2 separate regions of the Rattus norvegicus genome follow, and region 1 is linked to region 2. Evidence: chromatin contacts called from public Hi-C data. All regions are on one chromosome and are shown on one strand. Each heading gives the region's core, a stretch centred on a gene start, on an enhancer-like site or on the middle of the called end of the contact. The rest is flanking DNA. Distances are from core to core; before and after follow the strand shown.

The links. A called contact is a pair of places that touch in the nucleus more often than the background predicts.
Region 1: a Hi-C map of Schwann cells shows a contact between it and region 2, with 6 times the contacts expected there. The contact joins the promoter of Plxna4 here to the enhancer-like site in region 2. A contact is called at or near these places in 8 of 12 Hi-C or Micro-C datasets (the A7r5 cell line, Schwann cells, frontal cortex and 4 more).

Annotation. Positions count from the first base shown.
Region 1 is chr4:62,124,600-62,130,980 of GRCr8, reverse strand. Plxna4 (plexin A4) reads left to right here and starts at 1,536. Exons shown (of 32, transcript NM_001107852.3): 1 at 1,536-2,487.
Region 2 is chr4:62,021,622-62,028,044 of GRCr8, reverse strand. All of the region lies in intron 3 of Plxna4 (plexin A4), which reads left to right. Among named protein-coding and RNA genes, the nearest start is that of Plxna4, 100 kb to the left of the region's middle. Within about 2 kb of position 4,619, at least 25 of the 93 cell types and tissues checked have an H3K27ac peak or open chromatin away from gene starts, as enhancers often do.

The DNA of each region.
Region 1 (6,381 bases), core at 287-2,786, 110 kb before region 2:
AACTTGATATTGTGTGCTTTATCTCAGGTCTGGGATCCAGTGTTTCAGAGACGAGTGGAGCCAGATCAATGTATTAAAGGGAGCTAATGAGATAACCCTTGCTGTTTTCTGGGCCACACAATGCTCGGCGAACAACCAGAGCCTACACCAGGGCTCCATGCTGTCTCCTGGAACACCCTTTAACTAGAGAAATGTCTGGCTTCTTCATGCTTACACTTGATTCATTGCCTCCTTCTGGTGAGAGCACTTTCAACAAGGTCCTGGGTGGGTAAGTCGAACCCGACCCACGTGTGCTACCTGCCCCGGGGCTTGTCTACCTTGTCATCTCATAGCTCCCTTCAGAATCTACCCAGTTTATAACTTTGATTTCTGTGAAAATATAACCCCTATATATAGGAATTTATACCGCAGTTAACACGCTCCTAATAAGCAGGTTCTGAGAGGTTTGGTTGGGAGGGACAGTTATTCACAGGAAGTTACTGAGGTTGAGGAAAGTTAAGTTGAAGAAGTAGCATGGGAGAGTGGGTTAGAAACCCCAAACCATTGTCTTGAAAGGTCTTCCTTTGATGAATGGCTAGTCTTCCTGGACATGGCTGACAGTGCCATTTTCTTGAGCTTAGCATACAAGGTTGGGTGGACAAGTAGGTGTGCATCCTTTGAAAAATTGTTTTATTTTTATTTATTTGTTTTGATGGTTGGCCCATTAATGGGGGGAGGTCTTTGTAGAGATATTCTAAGTAGTTCTGCCTACTTCCTGTCCTCACCTGTACCTTGTATCCTGTCTGCCTGCCAGATGCTGTTTCAACTTAAGCAACTTCAGGATTTCTTCCTTCTGACTTCTGAAAGTACTCTGACGTTAGCAATGTCTGGGTTGTGTTTGGGACATGACCCAGGACCTAGGGCTTCAGAGTTAGAGAAGCAAGGTCAGCTCTGGACAGATCAGGTTACCCAGCAAGCTCTGTGGCATTGGCCATTTATTTCTGTCCCAGGACTAGAAGAAACCTTGGACTTGGGCATCCTCTAGTGCTCTGTGTAGGATTACCTTGGTTGGTGGGGTTGGACGAGGATTCTAGGTTGAGAGTGGATATATGTTTGGTTGGTGTCTGTTAGGAACACACAGAAGTGCCTCTGACCACCTACACCCACATGCCTGTTTGGGAGTATGCTCCAATCCAAGTGCACTTGGTGCCACCATATATGCACCACTCTGCCCTGTGTCTCCATCGCCAGGGTGGTTCGAGAAAGTCATGAAGACCCAGGGCACCCCCTTCTGCAGAAGTCCACGTTGGGGAAACCGGGCAGGCCAGTGGCGGCAGCGTGCGGGGAAGCGCCCCCTGCCCCCTCTGCCGGCCGCTCTACCTGGGTCTAGATGTCAGCCGCGAGCTCCGAGCCAGCTAGCGAGCCAGAGAGGGAGCGGCGGCGGCGGCGGCGGCAGCGGCGGCGGCGGCGGCGGGCCGCGGGCGGCGGGGAGGGGAGGAGGCGAGGAGAGGGAGGGAGGAAGGGAAGCAGGGAGGGCGGGAGGGAGGAGAGGAGGACCCAGAGAGCGCCAGGCAGCTGGAGTTTTGCAGCGCTTGGCCGGGCTTCAATGCACAGCAGCAGCGAGCCGCGGCGGCAGCAGGCAGCCCGGGAGCTCCGGCGGCGGCCGAGCCAGAGGCGGCCCCGCTCCCTGCCCCCTGCAAACTTTGCTAGCAGTCCGCCCGGGGGGCCGGGGACGCGCCTGGGAGGCTCGGCTTGGACCACGGCCGCACTCTTGGCCGCCGCAGCGCTAGCCGCCGCCGTCGCTGCTACCACCGCAGCTCCGCGCCTCCCCAGGGAGCTGCTGGCGGCTTCCGAGGCCCCCCAGCCCCGGCCCCTGGGCACTGCCCGGCTAGTCCCCGGCCAGGGGTGGGAGCAACAGCGGCGCAGTCAGCCCTGGGCTGCCAGGGGGTGGCCGTCACTGCCCAGGGAGACGCGCAGAGGCTCGCAGAGCGCTCCCCGGCGGGTCCCCAACGTACTCGCCGCCGCGCCCGGGCAGCGGCCCGACCCGGCTAGCATGGGCGGCGCGGAGTGACGCCGCCGTGCCCGCTTGGCATCAAGGACATTCAGCCCGCGGGGGTGGGGACGAAGGGGGGCAGCCCCGCGTCGCCGCCGCAGCCCCTGAGAGCCACCGCTGTCGTTGCTTGGGCTCCGGGGCTGGATGGAGGATAGGGGTGCTTGGAATTGATCTACATTTTCTGACCTTTTTGTTGGACATTACGCCCACCTTGGACGCTGCAAGAGGAGCTGTCAAGCCCGGCAGGCTCTGATTTGGCCCCCTCCGTTTTTCTCTGCTGCTCGTGGCTTCCCCGTGCCTTGGTGGAGTATTTGCGTTCGGGGCTGGGGCTGGAGGAGGCAGCCACACGCGCGCACACGCACACGTTCAGAGGAGGGCGAGAGGCAGCGGTACAGGCACCATCTGCAGTGTCAATGCGGCGCTGGGGCTGAAGGAGGGAAACGCCGCGCTTCCAGGTAAGGAGCCGCCGGCCGGGCGCAGGGCCAGCTGGGCAGAGCGGGCGGAGGTGCCGAGTCCGGTCCCGGAGTCCTCATCTGCTCCGAGGCAGCCCACTACACACACACACACACACACACACACACACACACACACACACACACACGCAAAACACAAATCGCGTGCGCGCACACACACATACACACACACATGCACACACTGCGCTCACGCACCTGCCCACGTCCCACCTGGACACCCGCGTAGGTGCATCGCAGTCGGAGCAGGGATTTCCCGTGTTCTTCTCCTTTCCGGACCTAGACTTCTCTTCCCCAGGACTTTCAGGGTGGGATTCAGTTAAATGACTGACTCTCCTATCCAGCCTGGTAGCATGAGGGAGCGATTTTGCTGTTTCTAGTTCCTTTCATTTCCTAACTGGTTTTTATAAGACAGGAGAAGTCATGGGAGGTCTTACGAGACCCGCCCAGTGCAATTGTCCCCTTAGCTTTTTTTGAATACTCGGAGATTTTTTCCCCTTTCTTTCTTTTCTTTTTTTTTTTTTTAAATAGGAGAAAGGCAGAGAGATATTGAAAGGGCAGAGATCTAGAGATCTTGGTGACCGGGCGCCTGGGAGGAGGCCACATAGGCAACTGGGGCTGCAGTTCTGTAGGGCGGCGCATAAGGAACAGACTCTGCGATTCCCCGGTAAAGGCAGCACACACGCCTTTCCGAAGCGTGGCACTGCTTCCCCGGAATGCGCTGGGATTTCAGGCAGGGAGGGGCTTTGACATCAAAGCTAGAGGAGTGTTCCTTGTCTAGGGAGGATGCTGCGGTCCTTTAAGGAGGATCAGACCTTATTTGCGTTGCCAGTCACTGGTAGACAACAAGCAGACAGGGCTTAAGGGGCACATGTTTGCAGCCAACCCCTCACTTCCTTACCCTCTGTGCATGTGAGGCGACTTCCCCCTGTGCCTTTAGTTAACACCTGTCACATGTCTTTTGGGGTGTGTGTCTGAGAACACGAACTAGGAGGGAGAGTAGAGACGGATTTAGACTAACAGAGAAAGGACTGTGAATATGCCATATTCACTTTATAACGTATTTGGTCTACTAGTGTATCCAAGTATGATAGGCTAGTAGTGTAACCCAGAGTCTAGATCCTCTGAGTGCAGGATTGCTCTCCAAAAACCAATGGTTTAAGTTGTACTTCCCCAGAGCTCCCTGCCTCCACCACCCCACTTTCAGATCCTGTTCATTTTGAAACTTCCTAGAATGGATGAGGGTGGTTGAAGTTCCAAAGGGCTTTTTTATGGCTCCCTTATTAGAGTCTAAGAGAGACTTCCTTTGGGGCTCAATTTTTGCAAGGAGAAGAATAGAAGATTTAAATAAATCATTATTTCAGGCTTGAATACATATATAGCAAGTTTCTATGTTCCTATAGCTGTCCCTTTGTGGTATTTTGTGGTTGGTTGGCTGTTTTTGGCATCCTGGCAAAAATGGGAATTGTTTCTATCCTCTTTATAAGAGAGTAGATCTCACACACCCCCCAAGTCTTTGGCTAGGTTTGGGTGGAGAGCAGATGACCCAGGAGGGAAACTCAATTCCTGTTGTGTAGTGTAAGCTGCCCTTTGATTGACTGAAAAGGGTATAAGCCGGAATAAAGGAAAGCTCTTCACAATGGGGAGACCGCAGATCGCAAAGAAACATTATTTTCTTTTTAGGAATGGTGGGTGTGTACACGTCCGGCTGTACACAGGCATTCTTAGAGCCCTGCCAAGTGCAGTCAGCTTGTACAAGCACAGGTGACGGGGTGTCCACGTCTGACTTCTGGGCTGTGACAAACATTGGCACGTTTTGGCATGCACACACTTGGAGTGTGTGGATGGGGAGGACCTGTATACGCATGCATATGGCTGTGGCACATGGTCTTGTAACAAACAGAATTACAGTGACAGGGAGTATCTCTCAGAGAGGCATTCCCTCACAGACCTGTGAGGACAGGAGGCTGGGCCGCAGATCATCCCACAACAGACTTCTGCTCCTTTCTCTTCCCTTTTGCATACATCTGCAGCCTCAGGATCTGTCATTTTAATGCAAGGTCAACTATCACTGTGCCGGTTTTAAGCTAAGCACTGGAGCTCAAAGCAATCTGCACACTTTCTGCACTCGCCATTGGTTTCTAGGAAAAGATCGACAGTAATTAACATCTGTGTATGTATTTTGCTTTTTAAATTTCCTGGCTCCTTTGCCCATCCCTGGAGTATACCACGATATCATTGCTCTACCATTCTTCCATGGACTTTTAAGTTCTCTGGTCTGCACTGGAAGGCGCTCGGTTGCACGATTTAGAAAAGGCCCAGACACAAATGCTTCTTTTTGATCAACCTCATTAAGCTGGAGGTTGTTCTGGAAACATGCCTGTGAACACCAGGCATGGATCACCCATGATCTGATCTGCCTCTTTACTAAATCCTGCATGGCCCCTCCAGCCCTGAAAATGTTTTAGGGAGGAATTTTGCTCCTAGGCAGCCAATTTGCTCCGGTCTCCTTTCCTTTCTCTATTCTACTCCAGCCCTGCTCCCTGCAGACAGGCAAATCTGCATGGCCCAGTCTGCCTACACTTGGCCTACAGATCCTTTTAATCACAAGGAAGGATGCTGGGAATTAAGTGGGGGGGTTCCTAAGGTGGCAGCATTCCTATCCTGGGGAGAGAGCTCAGGGGGTTGGGTTAGTAACTGCTCTGAGCTCCTAGGTATTACTGGGCTTTGATGGAAAGAAATTATAGAAGCATCTCTCCTCCTAGCCAGCTAGGGGGCATTTCTTAGCGGCTTTAGCCCAGTCTTACCAGGAGAAGGCACCGTACAGACAATACACATTGGAGACCTGTTGGAGTGCTTCTCTGGCTGTGATGGGGTGAATACTCTGAGCTTACTGTGATGTGATCTTGACCTCTATTACTCTGCGCCCAGTGTGTCACCCTCTCCTTTCCTCTTTATTTGTGTCCAGGGCTTCCTGATGGGAAACCAGTTCAGACCCTGGGCAGCTGTGCAGGGTTCATTTCTTTCCCTTGACACCTCCTTTCCTCCTCCAAAGCCCCATTCCTCCCTGCCCATCCACCTTCCAGCTTTGTGCTGGGATCCACCAGCCCATTTGCCCTCAAATTTGCAGCGCTCCACAGAAATCAATATAACATGAATTTAACGACAGCTGGATGATTAAGTGTTATTTATATTTAAGAGCGGTATTTAAAAAAGACATCGTGCTAATAAATCAAAGGGCTGTTTGGGAGATGCACATGATAAGGGTAATTGCCCTGGAGGCTCCATTGTGCCGTACTTGGTCCACACAGAGCCTTGCAGACGCTGTCTCTTTAAAGGCTAGTCCTTACTGTTCCCTAACACCCACCTGATCCCCTCTCACTGTCCTGACTTACTCTAGGTTTCCCTCCCGCCCACCCCTCCTCTTCCCAGACTTCGGACATTCTAGTTATGACAGGAAGGAGGAGCCAGCAAGGAGACAGGATCCGCTTTGCCTCTAAGTGGGAAGAGGTGGATCTGAAAAGGGAAGGCAAGCAGGGGTCCCCATTCCCCACTGGAGGCCAGTTCCAGAAGATGGAGGCTGTTTCTCCACTTGCTATTAAAAAGAATAGCTTCTAGAAAGTCCTCAGTGAAAGCCCTGACCTATGACCATGAGGCATCAGTGTCCCCAGGGAAGTAGCTATGAGAATAGTAGTATTGGTTATAGCCCTTCTGAAAACACTGGGATGGAAAATAATATTAATTAGTGATGATCGTGGTAGCCAGTGTTTGTGAGGCACTTCCCTTAATCTCAAATTATTTGCGTGCTCTAGATGGGGTTGCTCCTTTATTCCCCAAGAGCACCCAAAGAGGCAGTGGCTACGGCAGTCCATCTATCCT
Region 2 (6,423 bases), core at 3,370-5,869:
TGCTGCTTGGGAGGGTTGCACGTCCTCTAGTTCATTGACCATGCCACAGTGAGGAGGGAAGGCTAAGCCCACCGTAGAGCTTGCTGTGTCTGTGGGGGTAGGCTCGGGTGAGGATAGGGCATATTTTGTCAGCCCGGGTTGCTGTAAGGCTTACCATCATGACCATCAGCCTTCAGGTTGGGAATATTTCATTGGTCTATGGTGTGCCAGATGCTTCTGGAGTTAAAGAACTCATGGTTAGAACTAGAGAAACATTTTCGAACAGGGAGGTTATGGTCACTGTATGTCATCAACTACAGATACTACTGTGTTGCAGATATTTTTATTAAACTGATTTCTCACAGCTTGTTTGCAATTTACTTCTTTGCCTCCTGAAACTGTACCAAAATCGTTCATTTTCTCCCATTAGTCAGGCTCTAGATGTTTGCATCTCCCCAAATTTAGTTTTCCTTGAGATTGTGCTGCATGTTCTGACTAAAATGCAATGATTAGATTGTGCCCAGCAGATGTCTTTTGGATAACCAAATTATCCAAATTTATTGAATCATTTCTTTTACCTACAATCAAATAGAATTTCCCAAATTAATTTTTCCTAAGTAATGCAACTTGCAAAGATTCTCTCACTTTCTCTTTGAACTGCCTCTATTGACCATGATTTCTAGAAATTCATCCGGGATGCCACAGGACATTGCCCTCCAAACTTGCTGCCTTCCTGAGCATGGGAACCCAAAGCTAGCGACCAGTCAGTACCTAGAACACAAGAGTTTGATGGAATTGGAGATTTGAATGAAGATTGATAAAAGTGGATTTTTAGTTCTTTTGTTCATTTCTTGAACTACCAAATTTTTGAAGAGTATTACTTAATTTGCATGGAATCCATTGTGTCCCAGGAAGGACCAGAATAGTGTTCTTTGGGACATAAGATACACATACTCAGGCCTGGATGGACAATGACTGCAAGTTCTCAGGAGGCTGCTAACCTGCAGTTTTACTAGGAGGCACCCTCTGATTCTTTCCAAGCTCTTCACGCTTTCCGGTCAACATGCACATGTTTGACCATGCTTACCTATGCATCATGCCTAGCCTCTCCTGGAGGATTTATCCTCATAAAGAGGCATGTGGACTTGACTCATACAGACCTATAGTCATCTACCTAACCATGTAGCCCACAAATGCTCAGGACCATGCACAGACTTCTCTCTGCCACTTAAGCCTGGGGCTAGTGCCCTGGGCTCTAGCCCTCTTGGATACAGGCACCATTTCCCTTCTACTCTCTCTGAGAAATTAGCAGCCCACCACCTAATCAGTTTACCTCTGACTCGAGACCACTTTGGCCTAGAGATGATGACAGAGAACAGCTATTTAGCTGCCAAATGCTCTGACAATAGCCCAGATGGACAGCATCTCTGACATCAAGAGTGGTTTCTTCTTCCTCCAGGCTAGGGGAGGGGGTAATAGGTCTCCCACTTGGTCTTTTTCAAGTGTTTCCTGCATCTGCCTTTAATTTTCATGCCTTTTGCTTGCTGACCTTGCTTCCCAGCAGCCAGGCTAAGTGTGATTCCCATAATTAGCTTAGTGATAATTTAATCTCTGTGCTTTAAATTTGATTGTTTTTTGAGGGACTTGGGTCTGGGGATGGGAAAAGGAGACCTTTGCTTTTGAATGAACTCTTTCTCTGTCTAGAGGCAGAGGTGAAGGAAGTAGCTGGATGGGTGGGTATGGGAGGGGGACACAGTGACAGATGCTTGTGGCTTGTGGATAGATTTTGGAGGGGAAGCTGGGATGGAGTCTCTCTCTCTCTCTCTCTCTCTCTCTCTCTCTCTCTCCTTTTCTTTGTTCTCATTTCCTCATAAAAGTTCAAGGGCACGTGGGTATGTTCACACACTACACAAGAGCTGTTAGCTCAAAAAACATCTTAAAAATAGGAATGCCAAGCTTAGGGCTGAAGCTCAAGGGAAACCTTGGGTTTGATTCCCTGGCAGTGCATAAACTTGGTGCTGTGGTACCTGTTATCCCAGCACTCGGGAGATAGCAGCTGGATGAGCTAGGTTCCAGTTCCGTAGCTCAAAGGAGGAAAACAGTGCGTTCCTTGGGCTGTCATACAATCACTCTCTTAAGTCACAGAAAGATAAAGAAGAACCAGGGGTGTCGCTGAATGCCATCCCATTGTCTCCTGATTCTAGGGCACTTAGCTCTCTCTATCTAAGCATCTGCTTGGGTCTGTATCTGCAGCCCGCCATGCCTCTGAACTGTTTATAATCAAACCCGGGTGTTGTGGAAATTGTGGGACAGCTGGGAAATCTCAACTTGGTTTGTGGCTACACTTCAGGTTTGACACAAATTGGTTACACACATGTTCCAACCTTTTCCTCTTGTATGATAAAGCCATAGAATGATATTTATTTAGCATGTGTGTGCATACATGTATGTATGTGTGTGTGTATGTATGTGTGTGTGTGTGTGTGTGTGTGTGTGTGTGTTGTATTAGATGGATGTGTGCCTGTGTCTGCATAGGCCTGTGGAGGATGTCACTTGCCTTGCTCTCTACTTTATTCCCCTGAGACAGGGTCTTTTGGTGGTACTCACTGGTCTTTTGGTCAAGCTAACTGGCATGTGAGCCCACAGATCGTATTGGGACTACAGAGGTTTCTAGTCCATGCCCAGTTTTTGACTTGACTGCTGGGAATTCGAACCCATGTCCCCATGCTTACATTCCATGCCCTCTTCCCTACTGCTCAGGCCCTGCAGAATGTTTTGTGATATGGCAGGGAAAAAAAAAGGAATAAAGAAGATAGCAAATACCTCTGACTTTCTTTGTATGGTATAGCTCTAAGGAGCAACTTCAACTTTCATGGCTATGAATAGCCGTGTGAACTTGGGCGAGGTAGGACAGCAGAGTGTAGGAAGTCCTCAGAGGTCAGCATCTCCAGGGGACAATCAGAAGTTCCAAATAGATGTCTTAACCAGCCCTTATGGGACTGGGTGGGAGCGGTGTGTGTGTGTGTGTGTGTGTGTGTGTGTGTGTATCCTAGGGAAGAAGAGACCACATGACTTCAGCTGAGCAGCCCTGAGTTCCTGTGGCAGGGCCACATTGTGCTTGGAGCCAACGACTTGGGAGAAGGAGGCAGGCAGAGCTCATGCAGCTGAGATGCTAGGCTCCCTCCTCCACTTCCTGCAGTCCGGAAACAAGGCCTTAGATTTATGAGCTAACGTTTAATTAAGAGAGCACAAAAAATTATCTCCTTTTGACTTTTAAGGATAAATGCAGAACAATCCAAACTAATTTTATTTCTTCTCCCAAAACTTCAAGATCCCAGGTGGTATGACCTTGACACAGTGTTGACCGTTCTCCTGTTCTTTACCTCTGTGCTTGACCCTGTGGGCCCTTTTCTGCTGGCTGAACTGTCTGTGCTAGAACTCATCCTGGCTTTCCATCTTGCCACCTTTCTCTGTGACTTTGAACTCTTCACTTGAAAATGTGCTGTCCATCCTATTCTCATGCCTGTGGCATTTTCCTCTCTTTTGTAACATTGCTTACATTGCCCCTGGCAGAAGGGCTTAGAGTTTGGTGGTCACCCCAACTTCTCAGTGTGTTTTGATTTCTCTGACAGCCCCTCAATTATGTGTCCTGGGTGTTTCCTAGGAATGGCATTGATCAAACCAAAGGCCTTTTGTTCTTGGAAATTGATTTCCTCTAATGTGACTGAAATCAACATGGGGGTGGCCCTGGTGTGTTTAGAAGTAAGCCTGGCCTTTCTTATGTGACAACATTTATTTCCCATCACTTCTCATCACCTTTAATAGCATAATATGGATTGCACTTTAGGGTGTGACCTACCTTCTGAAAGTAGCTGTTTATTTTGTCCCTTTTATCAAGAGTCAAGTCCATTCTCCTGAGAGACTTTTATGCTGTCCTCCATCAGAAGAGTTTGTGGTTGCAGAGGTAGGAGATAAGAAACCTCACCCCAGTTGAAGAACCTTCCTGGCATCATGTCCCAGTGGTTAGAACCCTTGTAAATGGTTTTACAGGATTGGCAGGTCAAAAACCTAACCATGAAACACACTAAAAAACCTTGGGGGAGCTGATGAGCAAGTCACCAGCAGGGCAAGCCAGAGACCCCAGCTCAGAGCCACAGAAAGGGAAGCTTATATCAGTGGAAGAACTTAAAAGTTTTGCACTTGTGACAAATTTTCCATTCTTTTCTGTACAAGGACAAGGGCAATTGACCCCTTTGTTGGGCTTGTGTTATTGGCAGGAGGCAGAGGCAATGGGCTCCAGCCACTTCTGCCTTCTGCCCACTGTTGTATCTATAAATACTCCACAACATATAATGTCCTGATGAGGTGGGGAGGAACTGGCTGGGACATCGGCCATATCTCTGCAGTGAGGATGCTTGGCACTGCTTGCTGTTTATCTAGATCTTAATCGTGCTGATCATCTGTGGACTTGCTGTGAGTCTTCAGCTCTATGTGCCCAGGGCTAGGAGACCATGGGAAGATCAGAGTATCCATGTCTGGTGTCCTTCAGCCTGCCACCTGCTGGCCACACTCTAGCCACTCCTCCTCATGGGCTTAGTGTCCCTCTAAGGGGGACTTTTTGCCTGCCACCTATGTTGTAGGGGCCAGTAGTGTCTGTCACTTCTCAGCTTGTCCAAGTGATGTTTCCCTGAGCACTCTGAGGCCCCGAGGCTGTTCTGCAAGATGAGATCATTGGTGCTAAATTTATCTCTGCTGACAGCCCGGAACTGGGTTCCAGGGCCCCTAGCTGGCTTGGGAGGTAGTCAGCTAGGCGGGGGATGGGCAAATCTCCAGAATGATCTGCCCCAGCTTTTTGCTGTGATCACTGTTGTCTGGTGAGAGGAGCTTTCCTTCTTCCTTAGACAATTCTTCTTGGTGTCTTCTTGTCCCACAGGGTTCTCTGTATCAAACATTTGCTTTTTTACCCATAGCAGATCTTGGCAACTTAGAGGATCAGTTTGAAACTTAGGATAAGATGATACAGAAGAAATTGAAAACAAAACAAAACAACAAAACTAAAATAAAAAGTCTATGATATAGGGAGAAGGGCAGGTGTGAGGGACCCTTTAGAGATGGGTACTTCTGGTTGGAACAACTGACCAGGATAAACATTGAAACTAACAAGCAAGAGTCAGTGAGGAAAATATTTCTGAGCACGATCTGGCTTTGTGCTTACAAAGACCTTTCTGTAGTCCAAGAAAAAGAAATGAAAATATGGAAAAAATTGTTAAAAGTAAATATGTGGGAAGGGAAGTGAATCTGCTGAGGGAAGAAATGCCAGGTTGGCTCCTGACCTCTTGGGAGAGGGGCTTAAAGCTTGAGCTTTCTACTAAGCATAGGTGCTGAGAAACCCATGCCCACACTCGTGGCTTCGATGCTTGGCTCTTCAGACGAAGTTTGAAATGCTGTAGGTATGTCCTGCTGGGTGGTTTAAGATGACACAGTATGTTTAAGAGTCTGAAAAATAAACAAGCAAGCAAATAACAGGGTAGGTAGTGCTGACCAAGGTGAGCCAGCACGCACGCACGCACACGTCCTGCTTTGATCTTGTCTGCACACAGTCAGTTGGGAGGCTAACTCAGGAAGGGTGGTCTGTGACTGAGATCAGAGGGTAAGAGTTCTGTTCCTCCTATCCCTCTCCCTATTTTGACAAATACTTTAGAGTCCCGGGAGTTGGTAACAAGAGCTGGTGGGTCCTTTAACAAACCAGAGCCCCATGAACTGGGTGGGAAGATAGGACTCTGCTTCCTGCTGGGGGCTAAATGAGAGCTAACCCCTAGATCATCCCTAGGAGTTCCAGGAGAGGCAGAAGAGCAGAACTTTCAGGGGAGTCCAAGGACAAGGAGAGGGTAGGACCTGCCTCACCATGGACTAGCAATATGTTAGTTTCCCACTGCTCTTAATACATTTCAGGGGCTTACTGAGTTAAGGTCAATGTTATTGTCTTGTTGCCTAGAGGTCAGAATGCCACACAGGTGTCACTGGGGAAAAACTAAGGGGCTAGCAGGACTTCATTTCTATCTAGAAGTTTTTGAGGACAATCTGTTTTCTGGCCTGTACTCCTGTTGGAGGCCCTCATATTCCTTGGCTAGAGCTGTCTTGCTCCATCCCGAAAGCCAGCAGCATTACGTCTCTCCTGTTTTCTTCCATTGCCTTGACTCCCTGTGACTGCAGCCAGGAAAAGGCCTTTGCTTTTATGCCCTGATGTGATCTAAGCATGCCAGTTATTTAGGGTACTCTCCCCACCTCAAGGTCCTTAACCTTGTCACCTTCTAAGTCCCCTTTGATAGGTCAGGTGACATAGTCTGTAGATCAGAGAGACCAAAGGAATCAAGAGTCTTCTCACCCCAAGCAAAGCGTCCTATACAATCCCTGAAGAATTGCCAATGAGAGTGTGAGGTTGGA